2 separate regions of the Mus musculus genome follow, and region 1 is linked to region 2. Evidence: chromatin contacts called from public targeted proximity ligation data. All regions are on one chromosome and are shown on one strand. The core of a region is the stretch at or near the end of the contact, and the rest is flanking DNA. Distances in the headings are between cores, read along the strand shown.

What was found.
Region 1: a targeted proximity ligation map of embryonic stem cells shows a contact between it and region 2, with 13 read pairs. A contact is called at or near these places in 3 of 484 Hi-C or Micro-C datasets (all in embryonic stem cells), 4 of 130 datasets of targeted methods (embryonic stem cells and pancreatic cancer cells) and 1 of 9 other capture datasets (adipose tissue).

The regions. Positions count from the first base shown.
Region 1 is chr19:7,264,574-7,269,709 of GRCm38.p6, forward strand. Rcor2 (REST corepressor 2) reads left to right here and starts at 3,706. Exons shown (of 12, transcript NM_001320554.1): 1 at 3,706-4,515. The coding sequence starts at 4,389.
Region 2 is chr19:6,919,263-6,924,355 of GRCm38.p6, forward strand. Esrra (estrogen related receptor, alpha) reads right to left here and starts at 2,546. Exons shown (of 7, transcript NM_007953.2): 1 at 2,360-2,546; 2 at 801-1,137. The coding sequence starts at 1,125. It overlaps Catsperz (cation channel sperm associated auxiliary subunit zeta), which reads right to left. Exons shown (of 5, transcript NM_001039494.2): 3 at 4,261-4,337; 4 at 4,039-4,105; 5 at 3,164-3,398. The coding sequence ends at 3,289.

The DNA.
Region 1 (5,136 bases), core at 2,456-4,955, 350 kb after region 2:
GAGTTGAAGTTGTGCCAAACACTGGATTGTCACCTCTCATTATTATATTTTTGCACAAGTGGGGGTGGAGTGGGTGTTGCTGGAGGGAGTGTTGCTCACCAACAGGGCCCAGAGAGAGGGAGGAAACACCCTGGGTTCCCAGCCTGTCAGGAAGCCCCCAGGGGGCACACAAGGCTCTGAAGGAAGCATTCCTGTCTGAGGAACACTGAAGGGGCCAGGAAGAACTCCCAAGGCTCCTTCCACTCTGGGGCCCCGCCCACATCCACCTCCTCTGAAAGAGGAGCATCTCTTTCTCCCCCACTGCTCTACCAGGTTTTTTGCCTGGGTCCCCCACTCTCCTTCCTCCACCCTAGGCCTACCAGCCTGCCGCCCTCCCCAAGTTTAGCCCCTTGGCTGTGTCCACTGAGGGCCTGGCGAGGGTCCCAGGCACCACACCACAGCAGCCAGCCTCCAGCCTCTGCTCCGGACAGTCCCAGTCTGTCTGGCAGGGCTGGCAGATTAGGGATTGGCTGGAGCTGCCCCCGCCTTTGAGAGGAGGGGAGGCCCGGTGGCTCACCCAAGGTCACCCTTCCTTTTCTTTCCCAGCATCCCTGCTCAACCCTTGTCCCTCTGCCTCACCTTGAAGAGAGAGGAGGCATGATGCTCAGCAGGTCTAGCACATAGGAGCTCAGCTAAGGGGAAAAGACAGTGAGCTCCTGAAGTCTGCTGTTTCTTTCAGCAAATGCTGAGTGCCTGCTGTATGCTAGACTCTTAGAACATAGCCGTGAAGACAATGACGAGCTATCAAGCACGTTTGTTTTGTGTCTGTGAACCAAGTGGTAAATCGATGAGATGCTCTGACCTGCCTGGATGAGAGCAGACTTTCCTGGGGATCTGAGGGCCCAGGAGCCTAGGCAAGAGAGGCAAGCTTCAGGCAGAGACCTGTATAAGGCCAAGCAAGGCCCCATATCCCTCATCAGGAAGAGCACAGGGGATAAATGTGCCTGGCTGTGGGCTTGGGTTTGCTGTGAGGCAGTCTGGGCCCTGGCTCCCATCCCTAAGAGAAGGCAAGGGCGCTGTCGTGTTCGCCTTCCCTCCCCGTGGGCCAAGAGTAGAAGCTCATCCGTCAAAATGGCGGGAGAGCATTCCCGGGAGACCTGAGCTCTAGCCAGGCTTGCAGGTGGCCTCAGGGAGGTGAGCTTCTTGCTGCTTGCTTCTGAGCTTCCTCAGGCTGCATGAGAGGAGGGGCTGGTCTCTGGCTGGCTCTCTCCCTTATCATACCCCAGATCCCTGGCCACATGGCACCTCTGAACCCCACGCCTGAGGGAAGAAGATTCCTGACCTTAGGACTTGGGGAACTAGAGTGGGTGGGACCTGGGGTACAGCCTGGACTGGGTTCTGTGGCATAGCCACACCCCACAGTCCCAGGGCCGCAAGGGAGGGGGAGCTGTCTCTTTAAGAGCCTCCAGGCTGCTAGGAGCAGATGGCCAGACCGGCCGGGGCCCCTTGTCCTTTGTGTGCCTTCTCACAAAAGAGGGGGCCAGCTGGGGAGGGGGCGGCTGCAGCAGGTGGGAGGGGTGGGACCTTGCCTCTCTCCTGCGCCCTTGCAGCTTGAGGGTGAAATACATCACTCGAAACCAGCCACTTCTGCACCCTGTGGCCCCCACAGTTGTCCTTAAACTCTGATGCCCCTCCCGTGTTGTGTCTCTCCTTGGCAGAAGGATCACTATATCAGGGCTCTCAGACAGCCCTCTTACCTCAAAAATAAATAAATAAATAAATAAATCTCCCCACCCTGCCCCCACCCTAGAGCAGGCTCTTCCTTTGGTGTGTGTGGGCGGGGGTGGGGGCCTGGCTCCAGGGCTAAGTGAGAGCAGTATTGGGTCCCAGTGTGTGGGAGAAGTGGCCTCCAGACAGAAGGGAAGCCTGTGGCTTGGGATCCTCTTTAGGCCTTGTGCTGGCACACCTGGGGCAGCCCTGGAGGACGGAAACAAGAACTAAGCTTGATGCTTGAGGTCTTGGGGTCTTGGCCCGGGATCCTAGGTTCTCCTATGGAAGGAGGCAAGTGGAGGAGGGGGGACCCAATAGAAGCCTTGCCTAATGGGTGCCAGAAGCAAGAAAGACGCCATCATAGGAGAGTGTGGTGTGCACAATGGTTGCTAGCTAGGCAAAGGGATAGAAACAGGAGCACCTCACTACAAGGTACAGGTATTGGGGACAGGTCTGGCTCCCTGCCACTCATTTCTAGGGGCCACTGGAAGTCGCTTTGCCTCTTGGTACAGACCCCTTCAGCTCAGATTGCCTCTGGTTCATTTTTTCTTTCTTTCTTTCTTTCTTTGTCCCAGATCTCCCCACCCTGAGGCTTGGTGCCCAGCTCATGATTTAAGGGGAGGAAAAAAGGCCCCATAACCTTGGCCCAAGGTGTGGCGGGCAACGTGGCCGCTGACTGGGTGGCCCTATGTGGCCGGACAGTGCTGAAGTCGGGCGGGGTCGTGTCTGACTCTGCCAGCCGCAGGCAAAGAGCCCCCAGGAACAGGATGCCCCAGCCAGGTCGTGGCCTGACCACAGGACCCAGGCCGGTCGGCCACAGCCAGTGGGTAGGGGCAGGGATCCCCGGTTGGGGCCAGGGCTGCTTCTAAATTTAGGAATCTGATTACAGAGTGGCCAAGGAAGGGAAGGGAGAGGAGGGTGCGCGTGCAGGCTCGGCTCGATCTGGGCATAGCGGGTGTGCCCGGGTAGAGGCGTGTCCAGGAGTCCGGGCTCCCCGTGGGAGGGACAGCGGGCGGGGGCTTCGGCCTGTGTGAGCTGCAGCACGTGCCCCAGGCGGCGGGGACGGGCACAGGCGCAGCTCACAGGCTTCGAGCTGCTGCCGGTGAGTGCGCTGGCTCTTTGTGTGCCTGGCAGGGTGGCTGGGTCTGGCTTTGAAAGTCTCTGCCCACCCCCTCCCCCAACTCCGTCTGTGCCTCCCAACCCGCTTCCCTGTCTGTCACTCTGCCTGTGCCTGTCCGGGGGGAGGGGGGATGCTGCTTCCAGCTGGGGTGACAGTGAACCCAGTGAGGAGCTCGCCCCTTTCAGCCCAGAACTTGCCCTATTACCTTTCATACTCATTCCTCAATCTTTGATACTACTGTTTTGGGTGCAGACTGCAGCAGTTGAAAGACACTAGGGTGACCCCTGGGGACCCACAGACCTAGCAGAAGTCAGGTTCTAGCCCAGTGGCTCTTATAGAAATTCATCTTGCGCCTGTCCGGCCTCCCATCCGCTTTGGCCCCCAAGGGCGCATGAAGGGGGGGATCCCCCTGCGGAAGGGGGGGCAGGGAGTTCCTTGGCAGGAAGGGAAATGGAAGGAAAAGCTGGGCTCCACCCGGGCGGTCGGACAGGCGGCCTCAGGGCCCCCGGGGCAGGCCACAGTAACCAGAGCCCAGTAGTGTGTGGAACCGGTGTGCTTGTGGGTGGGGCTGACCCCGGGCTTCTCCTGGGGGGCACTGGGGTCTACCCAAAAGGGCCAAGTCTGAGAACTCAGAGACACCAAGGGTGCTCCCTGGGGGGGGTACGTGCGCCCCATTCCGGTCCTGACCCCACCCCCTGGAGGTCTAGCCCCGGCCCCAGGCCCCGCCCCCCGGGCCCTCCCTCCCACCCCAGGGCCAGATGTTCAGCTGGCGGAGGCATCGGCTGGGGGAGGGGTGCTGAGGCCGCAGCCGGCACTACTTCCCTGCCAGCAGCTTCATTGTGTGCGCGAGGAGCGAGCGGCGGCGGAGAGCGGGCGAGCGAGCGGCGGTAGCGCGAGCGCGGCGGGGCGAGCGAGCGCGCCGGGGAGGGTGCGAGGCGGCGCCCGCGGCTGCGCTCCGCCCGCCTCCCGGCAACTCTGCTCCAGCGCCGCACGCCGTGCGCGCCGTCCTGCCGCCGGGGCTCCAGCCGGCTGGCGTGGTTGCCGTGGGGTCGGGTCGGGCAGGGTTACCTCCGTTGGGGATCGGGGCATCCTCAGCGCAGCCGAGGGGCGCGGAGTCAGCTGCGGCGGCCACTGCGCGGTAGCCCTTGCTGGCCAAACAGCGTGGGCAGGCGCGCGGCGCGGCTCCGGGGCTCCCCGAGGGCAACGCGCCCCGACTCTCCCCGGGGGAGAACCAGCCCCGAGGGGCGCACGGAGCGAGCGTGCCCCCGGCCGCGCCGTCTCCCCCGTACCCCCACTTCACAAACTTTTCTGCCGTCCTCGCCCGTGGGGGTCGCAGTGAGCGTTAGGGCTGCCCTCCGGGGCCCCGACCTCCCGGACCCTAGCCACGCTGACCTCCTGCCTCTCGTAGCCTCAGTGGCGACCCCTCCAGGCCGGGCCAGGCGCAGCACTCGAGGCAAGCGCGGCAAGCTCCTGCGCTCTCCAAAGGATCCCGTGCCCCTCGGGGCTGCCGGGTAGGGTAATGCCCTCAGTAATGGAGAAGCCCAGTGCGGGCTCCGGGATCTTGTCCCGAAGTCGGGCCAAGACGGCACCCAACGGCGGACAGCCACACTCGGAGGATGACAGCAGCGAGGAGGAGCACTCTCATGGTGAGCCTGGTGGCCTAGGGTTAAAGGCGCGCTGGTCCGGGGAGGGATCATGGAAGGTGGAGGAGGGGGGGGGGAGAGTTGCGAACCACAGATGGTTTCTGCCGCTCCTGGATTGCAACCTCAGCCTTCTCGTGCCTGGTGTTGCCGGCACAGGAAATCTACAGGCTGGGCCCTTGACCACCCACCTCCCCTTTGCCCTCAGTCGTTGAGGGAGCTTAGGATGCCTCTCTTGGATGGATTGGGTCCTCATACCTTGCAGCCTTGCAGGGGACTGAGGTCTGATTGGACCAGGTACTGGGAAGATACCTCTATGCGGAGCTGTGAAGCTCATGTGGTGGGGAGGAGCCCCGAGCTCTCTGCAAGGCTGTGGTCCAGATCTAGGGGCAGCCCTCCAAGCTCCCACCCCCAGTTAGAACAAAGCACTTTGCTCTAGCCTGGGCTTTAAAAGTGTCCTCTTAACCTCCCCTTCCCCCCATGGCCATGACTAGGCAGGGTATGACTCTCCTAGTACCTTCTATCGGAGGGTAGCTGGGGGGCACTATCAAGGAAAAGTGAGTCTCCTGTATGGTGGGGGTCCCTGAGTGGTCAGGAAGGAGAACTCCAGATCAGCTACCTCCCCTC
Region 2 (5,093 bases), core at 1,296-3,795:
AAGCCTGCTGGATGCTAAAACCTAACAAACCTGTATCATTACCCATAAACTGTGCCTAGAGTTAGTAGTGTGGTGCTTTGGGGGAGTCATGAAGAGTGATTCTGTGCTGTGCGAGGTGATTTACAGGCAGCTACTAGAGGCAACAGGAAAGTCAGGAGCGAAGCTTTATAACAGGTGCAGGCACCTGCATCCTGGCTCATATCCCATTCCAATCCATCAGTGACCTATACTAGTAGCTTTTTCTTTCTTCTACTTTTTTTTTTCCTTCAAGACAGAGTTTGTGTAGCCTTGACTGTCCTGGAACTCACTCTGTAGACCAGGCTGGCCTCAAACTCACAGATCCACCTGCCTCTGCCTCACCAGTGCAAGGATTAAAGGTATGAGCCACCACTGCCCAGCTTCACCCCACCCTTTTGAGGGGAGGGAGCAGGCTTTCACAGAGCCCAAGTTGTCCTTCAGCTTACTATGTAGTCAATGATGACCTTGAATCTCTGATGCTCCTAGTTCCATTCCAAAGTGCTGAGATTTTAGGTACCCAACACCACACCTGACTTATATGGTGCTAAGGACAGAACCTAGAGCCTCCTGTAAACTAGGCAAGCATTCTACTAACCTCAGCTATAGCCCTTAAATAAAATGATGTCCCAGGAAGAACAAGGAAATTCAAACTTCATATTGCTGACTCAAGCAGCAACAGACAGGCTCAGGGCCTCCTGCATGCAGCACTGTACCAATTAGTGCCAGGCCCAAAGGGTACAGGGCAAAGGGCACAGAAGCAGGGGGTGGGGGTAGGGGCTCACCCTGGATGGTCCTCTTGAAGAAGGCTTTGCAGGCCTCACAGGATGCCACACCGTAGTGGTAGCCAGAGGCCACATCCCCACAGACCAGGCAGAGGCGTTTGGGTAGAGAGCTGAGCACTAGCTTCCCACTGCCCTGCTCACCAGACCCTGCCCCCTCCCCATCCTCCTCCTCCTTGTGCCCTGGAAGGCAGCGGGCTGGAGCTGGACCAGAGGCCAGGGTCACCGGGGGTTCAGTCTCAGTCTCTGAGGAACCCTTTGGACTGTCAGGACTGGCTGGCTCTGCCTTGATGTAGAGAGGCTCGATGCCCACCACCTGGCTGGACATGGTGCTGGTCACCTGCAGGGAAAGACCATCAGGGTCACAGGGAGGCACCCTGCCACATAGGTTGGGCAACACTGGGACTAAGCCAGGCTTCCAGGCTCAGCCAAGGAGAAGGAGGAGGCAGAGTCCAAGGAAGGGCTGCCCATGAAGAGGGCCCCCAGCTGTCGCCATGGGAACAGAGTCTCCAGAGCCTCTGAGGCCAGTAACTGACAGCAGGTCTTCCTCTTGGGAACCTGGGAGCGGCTTGGCAAGTCTAGCTCCCACCCAAGCCAGGAAGCAGGCTAACCTCAACCTGCAGGCAACTCTCAACCCCGAGCATAAGCATGATCCTCTCCTCAGTTTTCTCCAGATGTACTCCAGGAGGTACTCTCAAGTATTCAAGAGCATACTGAGGAACCGGGAGGGGGCTAAGGGGGGCCAAGGGGGGCGGAGGCAAAGGATATGGCCACTCTCTCAGGAGTTTCCACATGTCCACACATGCTCACACTCTCCTGGGAACCTTCCACTCACACATGGCCTTTAACCAGTCCCAAGTTCTCACATACTCCCAGCAAAAGAGCACACTCAATAAGCAAACTCACACTCAAGTCTTCTAATCCCTCACCACACTCTTGTAAGGGAGTCTCTCACCTCTGACACGCCACCCCCTCCAGCTTTAGCAAGCCCAGTCCAGCCACGCCGTGCAGGGCGCGGCTCCACCTCTTTTGCACCCCAAACCTGCAAGGTTCATTCTTACACTCCAGCTACCGCAGAGTTCACCACCTCTCGCGACCTCCAGGGCCGCCCCCCACCCCCCATTAACCTGCGCACACCTATGGGAAGTTGCCTGAAGTTACTAATCTCCCCTCCCCCCATTGCCCGCGGGGGACTTCTATCAGGTTATCAGGAAGTAAGAAGAGGCGACAAGGAAGAAGTTCTCCCTCGCGCTACGATGACCTATGACCCAGAGAGGAGGGTGGCCCAAAGCCCCTGCAAGCGCCCCCACGTGGCCTCAAGGGACCCTTTCAATTCCAGCCCACCCCGAGGACTCCCGCAATGCTCAAGGATCGATCTGAACGCTGCCCGGGGACTCGCTCCAAGGCCCGAGGCTAACTGGAGGCCAGGACCTGAAGCCAGTCCTGACCCGGCCGACGCACCAGGCGCGACCCCGCCCGCAGCCCGCCCCCCGCCCGCGCTTGCACATGGCCCCCGCCGCGCCCGCCCACCCCCGCGGCCGCCTTCCCCTCCGCCCCCGGACCTTGGGCTCCGGCAGGGCTGGCGGGCAGGCATGGGGGCCGAGCGGCCCGGAGCGCCGGGGTGAGCGGGGGCCGCCTCCTCCGGCCGCACCGCCCCGCCGCGCTGCGTCCCCCCTCACTCGGCGGCGCCGCTGGCTGCTTGTAGGACACAAAAGGACATCGCGGCTGCTTCCTACTCCGCTTCCTCCAGCTGACAGCGGAGGCGGGGCCGGCCTGCGCATGCAAAACAGGGGGTGGGGCCAGGTGCCCTATGCTAATATCCGAGGGAGGCGGCGGCGCCTGCGTACCCGGAGGACAGCGGGCAGGCCTTGTCGATACACACGCGTGCGCGGCCTCCTGTGGGCGGGGCCTGAACCTAGGGGAGGAGCGAAGACTAGGAACTGGTGCGGGAGAGAAGCCGGAGCACCCTTGCATCACGAAGGAGGGCGGTGCTCTGCCTTATAAGAGTGGGCGTAGCTGTTCAGTGAACTCACTCTGTGAGGGCGTTGAACGTGTATGTAAATGAAAGGCGGGTTTATGTAACTGCATATGCATAAGGGGTGGGGCCTAACAGGGTGCTGCTCCCCACCCCACCCCATTATGTTGATGGGACACTTGACAGATTTGGTAGATCAGCACCCCTGAGGACCCTCAAGTGGAGAAGCAGACCTAAAACATGCAAGTAGCCCTGGTTTGCGAGTTCCTCAAAGGCAGAGGTGAGACACGAGCGGACAAAACTCAAGGTCACTGCGGTGACCGAATGAAGGTCACGGGGAAAGGCGGGGCCACGTGCGTCCGCCTCACGCAAGCAGCCACGCACTGACTCTGGGACCATGCATAGACTCTTTAATTTCTCTAGGATTCAAATTCCATGCAGATGAGGTTGAGCTTGGGTTCGAGGGACCGGAAAGGACACGGAGCGGACGTCTCGTCGGCCACTTGAGCTGGAGGTTCACTGATCCAAAAAGTACAGCCTCTTGTTCCTGCGCTTCCTGATCCCTTCGATGTATCCCTGCAGCTCTTTAGTCATGAAGTGGTTCCTGCCAATCGTGGACCTATATGCTAGGGAGAGGGAAGAGCTGAGCTCAGGGCCATGAACAGCAGCAAAGGGCTTCCCCCATTTGAGGAACCACAGGTGATTTGAGGTGGCATTTAGTGCTGGATTTGGATCTGTGTTAGTTTGGGGAATTTTGGGTCTCCTAGGTGCGATGTGAAGAATGGAGGGGAAGAAGGCTGAAGAAGTTGCTGCAAGCCTGAACAGAGGCAGTGAGACCCAACCTCCTCCTGAGCCGCTCACTCTAACTAGTTATCTGGCCCTTTCTTCCCTCTATGTGCTCATATACCATGAGCAGAAGGTTACGCAGATAATCCAATATCCAGTACATTTACCCAAAAAAAATCCCGATGTGTCACAGCTCCCACACCTGGGAGTGAAGCAAAGCTACCCAAAGGCTGTCACTCCACTGAACAAGCAGAGAAAACAGACTTGCTAGAAAGGGGCTTATTTTAAGTCCTCTGAGTCACTCACTCCATTGAGTCGGCCTGTGCCTACTCTCTTGACTTTTAATTTTTAGGGCATCCTTGTGAGTGCTAAGGGGATCTGACAAGACTACATATCCTGAAACTCCACAGCCCCAAGCCCTGCCAAAGCCACCAGGATCTTTTGTGGAAGCTGGGGTGGGGGTGGGGGTGGAGTGCTCACTGATGAGGGCTTTTTTGAGAATATCCAGAACTTCAGTCTCCATGAGCTCCATCAGAGGCAGAGGCAGCTGGAAAAGCAACAAGAGACTCAACCAGTTCCATGGAAAGCTGAAGTGGTCCCCACATGACCTCCCCAGCTTGCCTGCCCCACTTTCCTGAAACCTGCCCATCTGCTGCTGCCCACTACTCAACCCCAGTAGTCTCCCCAGTAGTATCCTCCAACCCTGTTCTGCTGCTCTGTCCAGTAGGTTCGATGTGGCTTCCATAGGCTGAATATTAGTGATTCTGAAGTAGACGATGCTGGAGAAATGAAGAGAGAAATCGGTCTTGGTCAGGCTCCTGGGTCATGGTGGGAGTGGGGTTCAGGGAATAGCTGCAGCTACACCCTGCATCAAAGGTCATAGGGGACACTGGTTTCAGCCCTAGGCTTTAGAATCCCACCCGGCTGAGATCCAGAACCAACTGTCCCGCTGTGTGAGACTTGGAGTCATTCATAGGAATTCCCTCTTGTGAGAATTGTGTGCCCTCTGAAAGTGTATTGTTGGGAACTGAATGCAGGGCATTGTATAAACTACGAAAGAACTCTACCAGTAAGCTATGTTCCTCAGTCCAGAACAGTCTCTTATGGCAGTTGTGCCATGCAAAGGTCACAGTACAAGAAGTCCTATGCTTATGTAACAAGTTTAATATAAATCAATTGTTATATCTGTATCACTCTTGTTTGTTTAGACATGTTCCCACAGTGTGGACCTAACTATCCTGGAACTTGGTATCTAGACCGGGCTAGCTTTGAATTCACAGCTTCCTGAATACTGGGTTCTTATCAGTACTCATTGCTTGATGAAGGTGGAAACGGACGGGACAGAGGATGGACACATACACATCTCAAACAGTGCTTGGCATACTGTGTGTAACCCCAACACTCAGGAAGATACCAAGATCCAAGGTCATCTTGGGCTATACAGTGAGACTCTCATTCCAAAAAGAAATACAAAGCAACAATAAAGTAACTATTGACCAAAAGAGAGACTTCCAAACAGCCAGATCCCAGCCAGG